Regions from separate parts of the Anser cygnoides genome. Here all the other regions are linked to region 1. The links are chromatin contacts, called in public Hi-C maps. All regions are on one chromosome and are shown on one strand. The core of a region is the stretch at or near the end of the contact, and the rest is flanking DNA. Distances in the headings are between cores, read along the strand shown.

Region 1 (3,655 bases), core at 631-3,130:
ATTCCTAGCCTGTTTTCCCATAAGCCAGACCAAACAGACAGTACTTACCTGTATTTGATTTTAGTATGAGACGGAAGGTCTCTGCTGGAATACTGTTTGGATAGCTGGCTTAAGTCTCCTTCGCCTTTTCCTCTTCCTCCTCTCGCAGGTTCAAACGTGGGCCTTGCTGCTGTCGTCATTTTAGTGACTACAAAATCAAGGGCAAAAAGCAGCCATTAGAGCTTACAGAGAAAGGCAGTCACCAGAAGCTGCTACATTGTTCCTGGAACTGTAGCAACAAACCTCTAACCATCCCTTGGCACCCGACCCTTAAAATTTAAGGAGCTTTTTCCTTGACAGAATCTATTCAGATTTTCAAAAGAAAGTCTTTTCCAACATGACTGAAAGGTGGCATACAGATTTGAACGAGAATGCAAGGTTGTGTTTATACAGTAAATAAAATGCCAGGAGCCAGTCTCCTATCCTTAAGTCTCAGTGGTAAGCAAGTAACCAAACTCTTTCCCCTGGAAAAAGGACTGCCAAAAAATGTCTGCCTGGAATGATTTTTCCTTCGTTCCCTGAAGTGTGGCTCGGTATCATCGCCACCAATGCTGGCTGACACAGCTCACAGCATGCCCAGGATGGTGTTGGTAGTTAAACAGTGATGATGATCATGCAACCCGTACTCTCTAGCCCTTGCCCTGGCCCTGTCAGTTCTCCTGTGCAGGCACAGCACCAACATCAGTAATGTGGCAGAGCCCCGTGGGATTGCCCCGCGCAGAGCTCCAGCTGGACAGCAGAACTTTACGAAGCACTAGGGGTAATGTTATCTCTGCAAGCACAAGGCTGACAGCTTCAACCATACGTAAACCACGTTCAATTAACAAAATATCCTGCTTGGGCAAAGGCAGAAGCTTTCAGCAGCTCCGTTTCAGAACCTGCAGGAACTCACCTACCACCAGCACGCCCTAAGAATGGAATAAAGGGTGCCAAGAGCTGCAGCTGTGAGACAGAAGCAAACAGGCTCTGAGCAGCCTTGGCCACACGGACATGCTGTCAGCACGCGCTGCATGCGGTGCTGCTGGACAGGAGCCGGGGACCAGGAGCCCAAACCACTCAGCCAAGGCCTCAAGACACCACGGCCAATACACAACCACCGCCTGGCTGATCGACCAGTGCCACCTGGAATCTGTTACACAAAGCAGCACTCACTTCTGCTTCGCTGGGCCATGCACGCCCACTCACTACTGACTAAAGGACACCCACTCACCACTAACTTCACAGGCACAAACACAAATCAAAAAGGGAGCCAGCAGCTAGCCAGGCTCACTAACAACTGCTGACACCTTCCCAAACGCCGTGTGAGCCAGCTGGGGCTCAGCACGGCCTCTACAAGACCTAAAATTTGCGAAAGCCGCTTGTTCTTAGGTCCTTTCTGTGCTAACTCTGCGTAAGGGGGATCTGTGCGCTCAGGTGAAGGACCAGGCCCAACCCGGAGCCCCAGCACCCCCCAGCAACCACCCCTGCTCCTTGCCGAGCCCAGCCCGCATTTACCTTGGCCTTAAAAGCCCCCCCACCCCCCCCGAACCCCCGGGGGCCGCCCGCTCTCGTCAGGTTTTGGGATCGCAGCACTGGAGAAGCCACCTCAGGGCCCACGGCAAGGCAGGGCCGCCGCGCTGCCTTCCTCAGCTCCCTCCCAACCCAAGCGACAACGAGGGGGCTTACCCCGATGTTAGGATGCCCCAGAGCCCTCCCGACCCCTCAGAGCCCCTCAGGGCCCCTCTCACAGCGCGGCCTCCTCCCGCAGCGCAGCCCGGCCCTACGCCGCCGCCATCATCCCGCCCAGCGCCCGGCAGGCGGAGCGCCGCGGGGCCCTACCATAGAGACGGCCCCGCCCGCCATCATGGCTGCCCCGGGCAGGGGCACGCCCCAAAATGGCGCCGCGGCGCGTCCAGCAGGGGCGCCCTCTGTCCTCGGGGCTGGTCCTTTGCAGGCTGTTTATACGCGAGTTCACAAATAAGAAGTACAGGAACAGCTACGGGAGTGATAAAACCTCCCAGTTCTTCCCTTTGTTTAGCCGTGTGCATCGGCAACGTTAGCCTCAGCGTGCCAGTCAGCAGTGCCCCCCCTTACAAATCCCCTCAAACTGCTGTGTTTTCACTGCTGTCCCATAAAAGTACCCTCAAACTGGTGTGTTTTCGCTGCTGTCCCCCCAAAATCCCCTCAAACTGCTGTGTTTTCACTGCTGTCCCCCCAAATCCACTCAAACTGCTGTGTTTTCACTGCTGTCCCATAAAAGTACCCTCAAACTGGTGTGTTTTCGCTGCTGTCCCCCCAGAATACCCTCAAACTGCTGTGTTTTCACTGCCCTCCCCTAAAAATACACTGGTGCGTTTTCACTGTTGTCCCCCCGCCCCCCCCCCCCCAAAAAATACCCTCAAACTGGTGTGTTTTCACTGCTGTCCCACCAAAATAACCTCAAACTGGTGTGTTTTCACTGCTGTCCCCTAAAAATACCCTCAAAATGGTGTGTTTTCACTTCTGTCCCCTAAAAATACCTCCCAAAAAGCCAAAGTGTGAATGAGTAGCATTCAGTTATTAAACACAGTTTCTCTCTTGTGCTTGCCCTTGCTTTTAAATTGCATCTGGTTGCTAAACCTTTGTGAATCACATGAGGATATGTGAAGTAAAAGGTTCTTTTATGTATCTTGAGACCTCATAAATATATATACATGTCTGAGGGGAGCGTGTCAAGAGGATGGAGCCGGTCTCTTTTCAGTTGTGCCCAGTCACAAGATGAGAAGCAAGGAGCACAAAATGAAGCACAGGAGGTTCTGGCTCAATATGAGGGGGCACTTCTTTACTGTGAGGGTAATAAAGGACTGGGACAGGCTGCCCAGAGAGGTTGTGGGGTGTCCTGCTCTGGAGATATCCCAAACCCGCCTGGATGCCATCCTGCGCGATGTGCTCTAGGTGATCCTGCTCGGCAGGGGGTTGGACTGGGTGATCTCCAGAGGTCCCTTCCAACCTCGGCCGTTCTGTGATTCTGTGATTCTGTGATCTGCAAAATCAACACGGAAACTTTCCTGAGCTACTCTTCACCCAGTATGTAATTTAGAAGAGGGCCCGCAAGAGGTCCCCAAAGACACTGCTATGCAGAGAGCTACAGCAATTGATGCAAATGACACCCTGTAGGCAGCAAGCCATCAACGAAAGCACTTGGAAGAAGTGGGCCCTTGTACAAAGAAACCACGTCCTGTTCTTGGTTTGTGTGAGAAGAATTTATAAACCAGCTCCGAGTCACACTGAACCTCGAGGAAGTCTGTGTTGTTTCCATTTGGATTGGAAGACACGTCTAGGGACAGCAGGAAAACACTCCCAATTGAGTACCCTGCCTCTGGGAATTTTGCTTTGATGAGCCTCTTTGTCTAAAGAGGTGCAAGGCATGTTTATTTACATTGTCTTTTATTATTTTTGGGTTGATTATTTCTTCAGAATTTGTCACCTACAGTGTTGCTCCAGTCCACTTTCCCCTTTGCATTTCCAGTACTTAGAAAATGACAGACTGGCAGCTATCCTTTTGGCTGGCAGCAAAGAAAATTTTCTACTCCTTCTTGACAATGGTAGAAGTTTTACATAGGTTATTTTAGGCAACTTAGCAAACGTTTTAAACTTC
Region 2 (3,655 bases), core at 614-3,113, 230 kb after region 1:
AAGGAAACGAAGAGCTGCCTGTAGTTTTCATCACCTTTCCAAAAGTTTTTATTATTTGGTTCTGAAAGCTTTTTAATTTAGGAGGCAAATGGACCTAAGTTGAGCTTTTAGAGCTGAGAGATGGATGGATCTAACGGGAACTTTTAGAACTGAAAGATGGAAGGACCTAAGGTGAACTTTTAGAAATGAGAGATGGATGGACCTAACCTGAACTTTTCGAGCTGAGAAATGGATGGATCTAACCTGAACTTTTAGAGCTACGAGACGGCTGGACTTAACGTGACCTTTCAGAACCGAGAGCCTACTCACCGTTCCGAACTGCTTGACGTTCTGGGCACACTTCTTGCATATGGTGTTGGTTTTGCTAGAGACAAAAGCGCACAGATATTGAACCAGCCACCGGTTATTCCCTCACGCTCTGTCCATGGGTGCTGACAGCACGGACCAGGCACCCCAACGCCCCCCAACCCTGGTACCTCTCCTGCTGGAACTCGGAGCGGCAGTAGGTGCACTTGACGACGGGGTGTGCGATGCGGCACTCCTGGGCGGGGAGAGAAAACACTGGGGTCAGCTCCTTCTGCCGGGACATGCATCTGACCTCCCTTGAGTCCCAACCTCCCCCTCCCTGGCCTCCCCTGGGTCCCAACCTCTCCCTGGTCAGACTCTCTCAGGTCTCAAGCTCCCCTGGCTGCTGGTCTCCCCTGGATCCCGGCCTCCTCCGGCTCCCAACCTCTCCCTGGCCAGACTCTCCTGGGTCTCAACCTCACCCTGGTGCTGTCCTCCCCTGAATCCCGGCTTCCCCCTGCCCAGCCTTCCTTGGGTCCCAACTTCCCCCTGGTCCTGGTCTCCCCTGGGTCCCAACCTCCCCTTGGTCCTGGTCTCCCCTGGATCTCAACCTCCCTCGGCGCTGTCCTCCCCTGGATCCCAGCCTTCCCTGGGTCCCAACCTCTCCCTGGCCGGACTCCCCTGGGTCCCAACCTCCCCCGGATCCCAGCTTCCCCCTGCCCAGGCTCCTTTGGGTCCCAACCTCCCCCTAGTCCTGGTCTCCCCTGGGTCTCAACCTCCCCCGGGTCCCGGCCTCTCCTGAATCTCGTTCTCCCCCTGCTCAACCTCCCCAAACTCCTGGCCTCCCCCTGGTCTCAACCTCCCCCGGGTGCTGTCCTCCCCTGGATCCCAGCTTCTCCCTTGGGTCCCAACCTCCCCTTGGTCCTGTCCTGGTCTCCCCAGGGTCTCAACCTCCCCGGGGTGCTGATCTCCCCTGGATCCCGGTCTCCCCCTGCTCAACCTCCTCGGGGTCCTGGGCTCCCCCTGGTCTCAACCTCCCCTGGATCCCGGCCTCCCCCGGCTCCCAACGTCTCCCTGGTCGGACTCCCCTGGGTCCCAGCCTCACCCAGGCGCTGTCCCCCCCCTGGATCCCGGCTTCCCCCTGCCCAGCCTCCCTTGGGTCCCAACCTCCCCCGGCTCCTGGTCTCCCCTAGATCCCGGCCTCCCCCTGCCCGACCTCCCCGGGGTCCCGGCCTCCTCCTGCCCGGACTCCCCCGGCTCTCGACCTCCCCAGGGTCCCAACCGCTCCCGGTTCCCGGCCTCTCCCCGGCCCCAGCCTCCCCCCCGATCCCGATCCCGACCTCCCCCCCGGATCCCGGTCTCCCCCCGTCCCCGTCCCCGCCCCGCCCGCCCTCACCTTACACAGCTGCTGCCCCTGGGACAGCTCCTCGAAGGGGTAGCGCTGCGTGCACTTGGTGCAGGCGTACAGAGCCGGCCCGGCCGCCTGCGCCGCCGCCGCCATCCGCGCCTCTCCCGGCGGGGACGCGGGGCCCGCACCCGCACCCGGACCGGGGGGGGCGGGGGGCCCGAGGGGAGGGGCCCCGCGAGGGCCGGCCTTCCATTGGCCGAGAGCCCCCGCCCTTCTTTCTCATTGGGCGTCCGGCGCGCCACTCACACGCGGCTCTGTGACGACCCGCAAGAACCGCACGGGGCGGGGCTAGCCGCGCCGTCCTCCCTTCCCATTCGCCGGTTGGGCCGTCAGTCAAGCCGCGGCCGGCTCATGGCCGCCGCATGGCCGCGGCGCCCTTAAAGGGACGGGCCGCGGGGGGAGGGGGGCCGCCCGCGCACAAAATGGCGGCGGCGGCGGGCGGGCGGCGGCAGCAGCAGCGCACGGTGAGGGCAGGGGGCGGGGGTGGCCCGGGAGCTTCATGGAGCCGCAGGGCTGCCCAAAAAGAGGGGTGGGGAGGCGGCTGGGGGCTGGAGCTAATTATAACTTCTCTCATCTTCACCAGTTTGGGGGCTTTCTTCCTTAATTTTCAGCGTTTTCCTGAGGTCAGCGCCCCGCGGGGACGTCCAGCAGCAGAAAGGGGCTTAAATGGATCTTAACCTTGGCGCTGTTTCCTAAATTCTGTCACTTTTTTCAGTCGGGCGCGTTTAGCAGTCGTTATTCGTGAAACAGAACGCAAAGCTGGCTTGCTGAAAGGTGTAACGGGAATATATTTGGTAGCAAGTCCAACCTGTACGGCGGTACCTCGGCACAGATGTTGTGGGGTTTATTTCAAGCCAGGGGCTGCGCTGACTGGATGCCATCGAAATTCGTGCCCGTAGCCTGCATTCAGGTGATAGGAGAAATACAGCTAGTCAAAAAGCCTATGTTTGCTTAGCTCTGTGTAATTTTTGCTTAAGTATATGATTTTTTTTTTCCAGGGGTCAGTCTGTTGTGGGCTAGGTAAGCATCACTTTTGCCAGTTTAAAAAGAAAAAAAGGCAGCAGGTTGGGTTTTTTGTTTGCTTGTTTTACCTAGTTATTCTTAATTCTGCATAGAGAAGGTTTTCCAGGTGAAAAATAGAGACCTAGGAAAATCTTGATGTCTGGCAGCCCCTATGTTGATTTCAAACTGATCCCCATCTTTTAGCCTGGAGGATTGTCAGATACTTTTATTTTGCAACCACAGCAGATAAAAATAGCAGACTGGTGTTTCAATCAATAGTTTTTGCCATTTGGGCTTACATTGCTGCTGCTGGTGCGCTGTTGCCTGTTGCGTGCAATGCTGTGCTTTGCTTCATTCACTTTTACTTTCCTACTTGATCTTATTTGTTATTCTGCTTGCAGCAGTCCAACACCTTGTAACGCTGGTGTTTCTGCAGGACTGAGGTCTCTGCTAACAGGCTTCCCTTCCGTTTTAACTTTACTCATTCTGCAAAGTTTGCTCTGTGTGGCTACTGAGCATAAAACAGTGCCCATATGCACAAGAGTCTACTCAAAATATTTTTGTTAATATGTTCTTAATTAGGCATTTGTGCTTTAATCAGCTTTCCGTGGTGGCTAAAGTTCTTGTGCAAATGCAGTTATTCCAAGAAAAGTGCTTATGTTGTGCAGGAGATAACAAACACAAAGTATTGCTTTGCAGATAAAACAGGAACGCCGCCTGAAATGTTCAGGGTGCTTAGGGCCTTCAATTTTTTGTCTTTGTAATAGGAAATTAAGGTGTGTGTAGGCTTCAAATAACTTACGACTTTTCTTAATTTTTTCCTTTGTATTATTTTTCTTACACTGTGTTTTGGGTGTGTTGTCTAACTTGCTACGAGATATTTGCACAAACACGTTCTGTATTTTAACTTAGGCCACAGTATGCTCGCAATAACTGGTATTTGCAAAAGCTTAGAAAAGC
Region 3 (3,655 bases), core at 430-2,929, 170 kb before region 1:
GTTTACAATTAAGGATTGGGACTCTTCATCTGAGGTGTTCTTACCAAGTCTTAGCACTGAGCGCTATTTGGTTTATCTAACAGGAAAAATGGTAAATAATGCTCTATGTTTTCACAAGAGGCATTGTAATTTGCTTCTTCTGTTTGTCAGTTCAGCCTTTCTGCTAACAAGTGAAAAATCCTATGATTTTTGAAGTTTTAGAGTTGAACTTGCCTGTGCTACTGTTCACATCAACTGTGTTGGTCTGCATCTCTCAATCTTTCAGCTAGTTTTGAAGAATCAACATCTCTGGATTATTTAGCTGTGAAATGTCCAATAATGTATACTTCCAGTCTTCTCCACCCCTCCTTGGTTCAAGTGCAAGTTTCAGACAAAAATCACTACCAAATGATAGCATTTAATGAGTGAGTTTTTCACCATTACAATACATCTCAATATAATTATTGTGAGCAGGCAGGTCTTTTTCAGTCAATAGTGGTTTGGAAGGATACTGGTAGAACTTGAACGATGTTGTTAGCCCAGCAGGTAATGAAAGGGTAAAGCAGTGTATTGCACAGGAATTAGCGTACTATAGGATTTCCCATGACAAAGGCATGCAGTGTGAGAGCTTCAACTTTCCAGTTTATAATGTAGGAGTGGAGAAACTTGCTTCTCTTTGCTAATCAAATTGAGCTAGAAAATACAGTCCCGGAATACAGTATTTCAGCAAGACAGCTGTAAGAAAACATCTTGTTCTGTGCAGACACCTTACTGAGCGATCCCAAGCTCCTTCCAGACACCGCTAACAGGTCTGAAGCACACTTGTAACAGCAGCAGCAAGGCTGGAATATGTCAGCATTTGTCCTCTGAGGACCTACATTTATTTGGTCCTCTGATCAAGCATCTTTGGAGGGCATCTCCGTCACCCTGGCTTTCTTGAAGCCCTGTGTTGCACTTCTGTTAAAAAATACACAGCTGCCTTTGAAATACGAATTGTACAAAGTAACTTTCAATGCTTAGTATTTTAAAAGCTTGGTTTCAGGATATTTGTGAAAGGCATATACTTTGAAATGCATTAAGGAAAAACAGGTTATGATGTGCATTGGTTTAACTAGACATGGCTTGTATCTTACAGGTTCTCGCTTCCACCTGTATGCAAAGTCTTGGCTTCAAGGAAGCTGTCCCAGGGCAAATCTCCCTGCCGGGTGAGTGGGCCAGCTTGCTGCTGCTATCCGGCAGCACTCTCTGCTTGCTGTGGTACCTGCCAGCTGCTCTTCTTCCTCATAGCATGCACAGCAGCAAGATGAGTGGAGTCGAAATGCCACCTCAGTCCTATCAAAGTTTCAAGGTGCCTTATTTTACAAAAAGTGCTATTAAAATCAAGCCAGTACTCCTGTAAGTTGATCTGCGTCATCCCCTCAGTCAAGCTGTATCCTTCTGTCTTTATTAGTCTGAAGACTGATATAAGATCTGACATCCTTTTAAAAGGCAGGGCAGTGGCAACACTTTTTAGGGACAAAGCGCTAGTGATGTGTGTGCATACCAGCGTGTAATGCTGATTGCCTCACACGAATGATGTTTAACAATATACTGTAGCCTGCCCTGTGCCCGATGGCGGCGTGAGGTAAGCCTGGGTCCCCACACGGCGACCCCGGGACGTCTTTGCACCGGGAGCTCATCCGTTATTTTTTTTACTAAAAAGAACAGGAGGTAAATGGTCAAAGGTCTTTTTCGGGTCAAAGGGGAAGGGGCAAAACACCCCGGCGCTGTGGCAGAAGGAAGAAAGAGGCGGCACAGCCCGGTACAGAACATCGCCCCAGGTGCGCGGGGCAGCCACAAGATGGCGCCGGGGAGCCGCTGACGGAGCGCAGCCCGCCCGTCCCCGCCCGTCCCCGCTCCTGTGGCAACGGAGCCGCGCGGCTCGCACCCGCCCGGGCACGGTGGCCATGAGGGCGGCGAGCGGCGAGCAGCCGGCGGAGGAGGCCGAGGAGACGGACAGCGATGGCCGCGGCGAGGCGGCGAGAGGCGGGCAGCCCTGTGAGCGCGGCGGCCCCCGGCTCGCCTCACCGCCTCACCCGGGCAGCCGCTTCCTTGCCCTTTCCCCGCCTCAGGGTCCCCTCCCCGGCTACTCTGGGCACCACGGGGGTGGGCTCCGGCTTCTTCCCGAGGGATTCTGCCCTGTCCTGGGTCTCCAGAAAGCCTTGGAGGGTGGGGATGGGGAAGGAAGGCGTTGCGTACCTCCCCAGGCCGCCTCTGTGGTGGCCCCACGCAGGGCTGCACCCCTGGGTGCTGCCTTCTTTTAGGGGTAACCTGTGTGAGGCGTCCCCTTCAGCAAGGACATTTTGGGGGCCTCCTCCATCTCCCCTCGGCAGCACGCTGCTCCAACTTGGGCTTCCCATGGAGGGACCCCATCGCCCCTTCTCCCAGGTGCCCGGCAGTTGCCTTGCCTCGCTGCCATGGCTTTCACCTCCCTTTGAATCCTCCAGTGCTCCCCTTTTAGGTACCGGCTGTGGTACTGCTGTGAGGAATCCCTTTTGGGGCTGGGCATGTCTGAACGCTATCACGTCTGTAAATTTGTCTTAAGGTGTATTAAAGATAAAAGTAGAACGGGACAGGATGAAATTACATTAAGCAAAATATATTGATGTTGGGGTGGGAGGCATGGGTAAAATAACTGGTTCTTTTGTAATGTGTTTTGCTAACAGGGAAGAAATTTGTATATGTTGAGCCATCTAGGAGAGTTAAGGAAATCCTTCAAGAAGAGCTTTATTTTCAGAAAGAAGAATACCACATTAAACATCCAGCTGCAGGTAATCCTTACAAGCAAATGAAAAGTGTTTGTCAGGGCAAATGAAACAGAAGATGTTTTGAGAACTGTGGCAAAATTAATGATTAAAAAAAAAAAACAAAACAACCCCACCAAACAAACAAACAAACAAACAAAAAAACAGCCTAGAACATTCATGTAATGATCTGGAGAACATTTAGAAGAACTGCATTTAGTCTTTATTATTTTTTTTGCCTGAAATTCTGGGGAACATAATTATTGAGAACATGTACTTCCATATGATCTATCAGTTTAATAAAACAGAAACAAATACCAAGTGCTAGGGAGGTTTATTACATCTTTCTTTGAAAGAGGTGCTGTAGTTATTAGAATACTTCATCCATTTCTGAAGTTGATGTTGAAAAGAAGAAGTTGAGGTAAGAATGAATAAGGTTAAATAAATGACAGGAAGACAGTGAAGGCAATTAAAAAATCAGTCTGTTTAGGCAGTTTGAAGGTTGTGGAACTGCTTGACTATAGTAGGCAAATGAGGAAATGGAAGTCTAAGAGGGGAAAAGGTGTTTGGTCTAGATAAGAAACAATTCTGAGAACTGGAAGTAAAAATTAGAAAATCAGAATAGGAATAATTAGCATTTTTTAACAGAAAGAGCCTAATGGTGGAACAATTTAACAAAGATCAACTAGATTCTCCATTTTAATACAAATTTTAAATATTTTCCACGTAAACAGCCCTAGTCCAAGCTCATTTGCTAGTCGCGATGCAGAAATGAGTATAAAGCCATGTGACCCATGTAGGACATAACTTACATCGTGGTGGTTTTCTCTTACAGCCATAAGATCTATTAATCTAATTGTAGAAAACTATTTTTCAGAAATATGTAATGTTTA

The links. A called contact is a pair of places that touch in the nucleus more often than the background predicts.
Region 2: a contact with region 1 is called in a Hi-C map of liver, with 2.3 times the contacts expected there. The contact joins the promoter of FAM76B here to the promoter of CWC15 in region 1. A contact is called at or near these places in 2 of 7 Hi-C or Micro-C datasets (granulosa cells and liver).
Region 3: a contact with region 1 is called in a Hi-C map of liver, with 2.6 times the contacts expected there. The contact joins the promoter of C1H11orf97 here to the promoter of CWC15 in region 1. A contact is called at or near these places in 4 of 7 Hi-C or Micro-C datasets (granulosa cells and liver).

The regions. Positions count from the first base shown.
Region 1 is chr1:200,615,134-200,618,788 of Taihu_goose_T2T_genome, reverse strand. It overlaps CWC15 (CWC15 spliceosome associated protein homolog), which reads right to left and starts at 1,880. Exons shown (of 7, transcript XM_066989868.1): 1 at 1,858-1,880; 2 at 49-187. The coding sequence starts at 179.
Region 2 is chr1:200,388,486-200,392,140 of Taihu_goose_T2T_genome, reverse strand. FAM76B (family with sequence similarity 76 member B) reads right to left here and starts at 1,863. Exons shown (of 10, transcript XM_048076445.2): 1 at 1,682-1,863; 2 at 477-541; 3 at 310-364. The coding sequence starts at 1,786. It overlaps CEP57 (centrosomal protein 57), which reads left to right and starts at 1,999. Exons shown (of 11, transcript XM_048076442.2): 1 at 1,999-2,157. The coding sequence starts at 2,056.
Region 3 is chr1:200,787,078-200,790,732 of Taihu_goose_T2T_genome, reverse strand. C1H11orf97 (chromosome 1 C11orf97 homolog) reads left to right here and starts at 1,679. Exons shown (of 4, transcript XM_048076488.2): 1 at 1,679-1,799; 2 at 2,685-2,789. The coding sequence starts at 1,694.